2 separate regions of the Arachis hypogaea genome follow, and region 2 is linked to region 1. The links are chromatin contacts, called in public Hi-C maps. All regions are on one chromosome and are shown on one strand. The core of a region is the stretch at or near the end of the contact, and the rest is flanking DNA. Distances in the headings are between cores, read along the strand shown. Region 1 has its middle 18 kb from the start of LOC112742340. Region 2 holds the start of LOC112741714 (pectinesterase/pectinesterase inhibitor-like).

What was found. A called contact is a pair of places that touch in the nucleus more often than the background predicts.
Region 2: a Hi-C map of an unstated tissue shows a contact between it and region 1, with 4 times the contacts expected there. The contact joins the promoter of LOC112741714 here to the enhancer-like site in region 1. A contact is called at or near these places in 3 of 8 Hi-C or Micro-C datasets (leaf and an unstated tissue).

The regions. Positions count from the first base shown.
Region 1 is chr14:17,670,772-17,674,203 of arahy.Tifrunner.gnm2.J5K5, reverse strand. No RefSeq gene overlaps it. Among protein-coding and RNA genes, the nearest start is that of LOC112742340, 18 kb to the right of the region's middle. Within about 2 kb of position 1,798, at least 3 of the 3 cell types and tissues checked have open chromatin away from gene starts, as enhancers often do.
Region 2 is chr14:17,795,942-17,799,373 of arahy.Tifrunner.gnm2.J5K5, reverse strand. LOC112741714 (pectinesterase/pectinesterase inhibitor-like) reads right to left here and starts at 1,542. Exons shown (of 2, transcript XM_025790798.3): 1 at 396-1,542; 2 at 1-263. The coding sequence starts at 1,464. LOC112741713 (probable acyl-CoA dehydrogenase IBR3) reads right to left here. Exons shown (of 17, transcript XM_025790797.3): 15 at 3,041-3,193; 16 at 2,535-2,639; 17 at 1,935-2,446. The coding sequence ends at 2,255.

The DNA.
Region 1 (3,432 bases), core at 549-3,048:
CATTGCCTGTTCAATTTTCGACATTACTCCAGTCATATTCTGCAAGACCTCTTCTTCGGTGGGAGCAGCTTTTATTGGCTTCGACAGAAACAAATGAAGATCCAATAGGTAAGCCATATCTTCCGATGTCACGAAGGAATAAGCAATGCTAGTACGGCCAGCCTTTGCAGCCCTTCCAACACGATGAACGAATATCTTAGGCTTTGGAGGGAAGTCCCAATTGATAACATTATCAAGCAACGGAATATCAATGCCAAGAGCTGCAACATCCGTCACAATCAATAGCATCGTTTTTCTCGACCTAAACCTTGCGTAGGATGGGTTTGATGGATTAAGACTCAAGGATTTCATACATTAGGGGTGGAAAAAAACGGCAACGTCTTGGTTCCTAAGACTAATATGTCGTCTATTCAAAAGCTAATCTCAAGTGGCAGCCTGTAATGGTCAGGTCAACAGGTTGGAAGCCACGTTACCATTTTCCATCAGGCTCTACCTATAGCGGAATATTTCAGAAATGTTAATGAACAAAACGTGCTTTTATTTATCGACAATATCTTCCAATTCGTCTAAGCGGGATCCGAAGTGTCAGTCTTATTGGGTCGAATACCTTCCGCTATAGGTTATCAACCGACCCTTAGTATTGAAATGGGTCCCACTCCAATTGTTATTTTTCTTTCTGTTGCTCGAAAAGTTTAATTTACAAAAAAGTCCAATATATAAAAAAATTGCCTAGATTTCTTTAGTTATTATTTTTTCAGAGATTTTTTATTTTAATAAATAAATTAATTATAATAATTACTGAAATAAATAATTTTAAAAAATATTTACTGAAATAAATATTTTTTTATCTCATTTACATTGTAAACAAGATAATTTTGCACATATCTGGTTTACAGTGTAAACGAGATAGGTGTAATTTTTTAATTTTCGTATATCTCGTTTACAGTGTAAATGAGATATATGTATTTATAAATATAAAAATATATTGTCTGAAAATAATAAAAAATATTAATAATAAAAAATATTAATAAATTTGAAAAATAAAAAACGATGTTCAAGTTCCATCATGAGAATAAATACGGTAACTATGTCCACTCTTAAAAATTGAAAGACGGGAAGATAATGAATAAATAAAATAAAAAAAGAATAAGTAGATAACCGTTTTAATTATGTGTTAGAGAGATAAATAAAACAGAAGAAGAGTGTTTGCCAATTGTTAGGAGAAGTTGATAGAGATAAATAAAATAGAGGAAGAGTAGGAGAAATTGTGTGCCAATCGCTAGGAGAGACTTGCCAATTGTTTTTTTTTTTTACCAAAGATATGAGACTCGAACCCGCAACCTCTTAATTGAGTATGGGAAGACTATGCCATTTGAGTTATTACTCATTGGTTCAAAATTTGGAAAGACAAGAAACTCGAACCCGCAACCTCTTAATTGAGTATGGGGAGTCTATGCCATTTGAGCTATTACTCATTGGCAAAATTTTGGAAAGATAGGAGACTCAAACCCGTAACCTCTTAATTGAGTATGGGGAGTCTATACCATTTGAACTATTACTTGTTAGGAGATATTGATGGAAATAAATAAATGAGGGATAACCTTTTAATTCTCTTCTTATTTATTTCTGTTTTATTTATGATGCATCAGCCTCGTGTTTCCATTTTTTTGGTTTCCTTCATGCCTCTATATTTTCTTCTTTTTTTTTTTTTTTAATAAATTGTCATGCTTCCATCTTTTATTAGGATAGAATAAAGGTAAATCAGCTATCAGACGAAGTCCAATAAATGAACAAAAACCTATCCAAATTGGGCCTTGCAGAAGATCAACAAGAAATGGTTGTATCCAGCCATAATAAAAACAATTTAAAAGTGTCCAAACTTCTGTCAAAAAATAAGTGTCCAAACTTAGAAAGAAAAAAACATAGAGGGCTTAATGGCTTATGCCCCTCTTCAATACAAAAAAAAAAAAAACGAAAAATGGTATTTTTTTCATAAGAAAACATATTTCTTCTACACTTCGTTAAGTAACTAAGACTTATTCTGACCAAAAAAAAAAAAAAAGAAGGAGAAAGTAACCAAGACTTGCTATTTAATAAGAAAATTCCAAATAGATTATTCTAATGGTCTAATACTAAAACTTCAACTCCCAAATTTTATATTCTAAATTTTTAATCCTAAATTCTAGATCTTATGAATAAATTCTAAATTTCAGCCCTTAAATTCTTAATCTAAAATCCTTATTCTTAAATTCAAAATCTACCATTTTAAATACGTATTCTTATATTAAAAAATATATATTAAAAACTTAATACTTTTTATAAATATTAATTAATATTTTAAATCAATATCTTATTTTTATAAATTTAATATTTAAAATTTAAAATTAATTAAATATTAACTAAAAATAATAAATTTTATTAATCATATATAAACCCTGCTCATCTTACATTGGCAGTCTTTAACAATTACTCAAACGATTAGAAGTTCTGCATGATCCATTCCACAAGTCAATTCACTTCACAAACTTGTCCCACACTCATTCATTTTTTTTTAATTTTCATAAATATTCCTCTTTCAAGATCTCACTGTTGAAAATGATTACTTTCCACGTTATTTGGCTTCCGCTTGTAGCAGAAGGTTCAAATTTAAAATAAAATAAGAATTAAACTAATTAAATTATAATTAATTCGAATTAATTTGGTTTTATATTTATTTTTATGTACTCGAACTAAACTAAACCAGTTAAAAATGAATTGATTTAGTTCGAGTGATTGGATATCCGATAAAATAAAAATTTTAAAAATAATTAAAAAATGAAATATTTTTTTAAAAAAAATCACGTAAATATAATAAATATGTAATATCAATTAACAAATCAATAATATTCTAACAATAACAAAATATTCATAAATCCACGATGATAATAATTAAGTTAATTAGTGTAAAAGTTATATATATATATATATATATATAGTTCGAGTTTCATTCTTCTAAAATCAATATTCGAATCAATTAAATCGAATATCATCAGGTCGGATCTAAATATATCCGATTATCCATGAATTATTCTAGAACCAATTTAATCGATTAAGTTCGAATTCAAAAGAATAATGGGGTTATTTGAATTTGTAAACACCCCTCCACTACTCTGTTTCCTGATATACTGAATCTTTAAATGTTAATGCTTATTAATTTATAAAAAGTGCAAAAAGAAAAAGGATAACGTGAAATAAAAAAGCAGTAAAAAGAACAACGAATTCGATTCAAGATGAGTTGAATAAAATCTTATGGCGACCACAACATTACAATATAGTTGCATTTTGAATCTCATGTCTCTATTATTATCTTGGCAACTTTTTATCCATAGGTGAGTTTCAGATTAGAATATTTTCAAATTCCATGTCTGATAGTGATGCAAGTTCTATTTTATA
Region 2 (3,432 bases), core at 293-2,792, 130 kb before region 1:
CGGCTTTCGGACTAGTAGCTTGCAGTTTTGGAAGACTCCAACTGCATCGCCGAATACGAAGTCTACGGTGCCTGTTATGGTGCAGTCACGGTAGAATTGGCGTTGGGATTGGACGTAAAGCGTGTCTTGGAAACCGTCCATGTGGCAGTTGTAGAACACGGCTTGGTCTGCTGTTACTCTGAGTGCCACAGCTTGGTGCTTTTCTGCCCCTGCTGTGTTCTCGAATCTGATATTCTTCGCCATGAAGTTGGCAGCATTCACACCTTTACCAGAAACAATACATGTTTAGATGATTTAACAGATTTGACTAAATTATCATATAACAATTCTCAATTATCAACTTCGCACGAAAACAAATTATGAATTTCCACCTAATTGTAAAGTTCAAGGCTTACCGAAGGTTGCGGTGTTATAAGTTTGGACACCATCCACATAATTCTTGCTACCGGTGAATATAGTTTTGTCAGGGCCATCTCCAACAACTATGACATGATCCATATTCTTGACAACATTGACATACTCTTTGTACACGCCAGCCTTAACGTAAATTATGAAGGGACTTGAGTTCTTCTTTGGCACGGTTTTAAGAGCATCGGTGAGTGTTGTAAACTGTCCACTGCCGTCTTGAGCCACAACTGCATTAGGCTGTCCAACAATGCCACCAATGCCGCCGGTCGGACCCGCCTTAATAAGCTTTCTTTGGCTTTCACCCACCCATGAAGGAATCCCATCCTTAGAATGGGAGGTTTCTTCATCAAGAAGCCTCCTATGGTTAGTACTACTAGCGGCGGTTAGCGAGCTGAAGTCGAATTGCTTGAGTACCTTGGATATTCCGTTGATCATGTCCAAGGCATTGCTACTAAGTTCTAGGGAGGTTTTGAGCACATTGGCCATGGTTTCGCCGGCTTTTGTCGTCGTGTTATCGAAGCCGGCTAAGCATGTTTGCTGGTGGGTAATGGTGCCTGCCACCCAAACCTTGATATCATATGCATATTCATTGATTCTGCTTAATTCAAATTTGTCCATTTTATCAATTGATTTTTGCATGTCGTCAACCGCATAGCCCAACACTTCTTTGCATATGTCCAAGGCTTGTTTTGTCATGTTGTCCTTTCCCAATTCTTGATATAAAGTTGAGTTTTCAATGTGACTCGCTAACTCAACCGTTGTGTAGTTAAATGCTGCTTTTATGAGTTCTTTCATGTCTGAGGTTTTGGTTGATGCATCTGCAAGACTCTTTTCACATGTTTCTTTGTATTCCGTGGATTGGCAAATCACCTCTACATTCTTCTGAGATTTTGCAACGTGGGGCTCCTCCTCGTCGTCTTCTCTGCCCTTTGATCCTTTTTCTCGGTGGCTGGTTATGCCGATCGCCACCGACGCGATCATGGCCACAAGAAGGATCATGGAGATGCTAATAATGGCCAGTTTCTTCTTCTGGTCTCCGTTACTACCTTCCGCCATTTTGTTTTTCCTAAAATAAAAATGCTAATGAAAAAGATCAAAGAAAATGTTCCTTGGGCAGTGCTTATCAATGCCCTAGTGAACTTGTGATTTGATGAACTTAATTATCGCTTGCTATTTAAACATCGAGTGGTATACACCACAATATGTCTATTTTTACCCAAATGCTAAACTTGGCATATTTATGTAACAACAATTGTTGAAAAACAATGGTTAAAAATGATGAAATCTAGAGGAGCTCCTTGAATCATGGAGTTCAATGTGTAAAGATAGGAAAACAAATTAACAAGGAGGTTGAAATCGGTTATAGAAATTTGCCAGCCAATGGCAGTTGCATAATATATGGCTATTTTGATAAGGAACATTCTGCACCATGATAATATACTATGATTTACAATTTGAATTGCAGTTTATGCATCTCAAATTATGATTTCAAGAATAAAAACCAAGCTTTCAAACTTGTATAGATATTTACACCAAAGTATAATTTATTGATATTCCATCATAGAGTATTAACAAACCCCATACACAATTGGGAAACTTATTGTGAACAACATTCATACACATTACTCTGAAATATATTACATACTCCTGAATTACATTTAATGCATAATAATCTAAAACATTCACAACCACCCTTTTTTAATAGTGTCTAGAACTTAAAAATGAAAAAAACAAAAAAAAGATTTGAGGGATTGTGAATCTTCCTTGCTTAACCTACTGCTTTCCTTTCTTTCTTCTTCTATGGGGTTTGCATTTGGTGATTGTATGTTGAAAAAATTTCACTTTCTCAAAGCTTGGCTCTTTGAAGTTCTAACTTGGCAATGGTACCCAAGTGTACTTCATCCGGACCATCAGCAATTCTCAGCGTCCGTGCGGCGGCCCACAGTTGTGATAGGACTGTGTCAGACGACACACCAGCTGCTCCATGCACTTGAATGGCCATGTCAAGCACCTTCAGCGCCATGTTTGGTGCGGCTACCTGCTCGAAAACAAAGCACAGCGTCGAAAGAAAACCAACATAAAGTGAAAAATCTTAATAATTATTGCAAATGGGAATGAGAACTTACCTTGGCCATTGCTAGTATCCCTCTAGCTTTTTTGTTTCCATGCTTATCAAGCTGGTCAGCTGCTTCTAACACCAACAATCTGGTCTTTTCGAGCTCTATACGGCACTGAACAACAGAAAACGAAATAAGTATAGAGTTTATGTAATGTTAAAACTATATGAGATCGTTTTGTAAGAGCAATCTATCAGATTACTGTTAAGTGTTAATACTCTCTTTAAGTTACCTACATCTACAATTTTCCCTCTTTACTAACAATTCAGATTTCTAAGGCAATGTAGAGTATCACCAACTTGACAATCCTCTCATCATTAACAATGATAATTTTAATTATTAGCTAAGAAAAAAATTATGATTGTTAGCATAATCATCAATTTAAAAAGTAGCAATCTTATTAAGTATTCTATATTATTGGCGATAATCCTGTTAGGAAATCTTATTAAGTATTTTTGACACTCCTAGATTATTGCTTTTAAACACGACACCATGGATTTGCTCAATAGGGATACCTTTGCCATATCTGAAAGAAATGAACCATGTTGAGCAATCAACTTCCCAAATGTTCTTCTATTAAGAGCTCTTTGAGCCATCAAAAGCATTCCTCGCTCGGCAGCGCCTATCAGTCTCATGCAATGGTGCAGCCTTCCTGGACCTAGCCTACCCTGCAAGTCCGCAACAGAGGAAATATTTAGTGTGTCTGATATATCGCAAGTAATGCAAAATATAATATCTTCTAGAGGATACATTAAAACTAATTTTTCCATTCGGAAGATCATGATGTCAAACATCAGCAACATCGAATATGCTCACTTTGATACAACTTAGACACCTTTGAATGGTATTATTGCCTCCGAAAGATGCTAAGGTTTGTGGACAATAGAGTTCTAAGCAACATCAGATG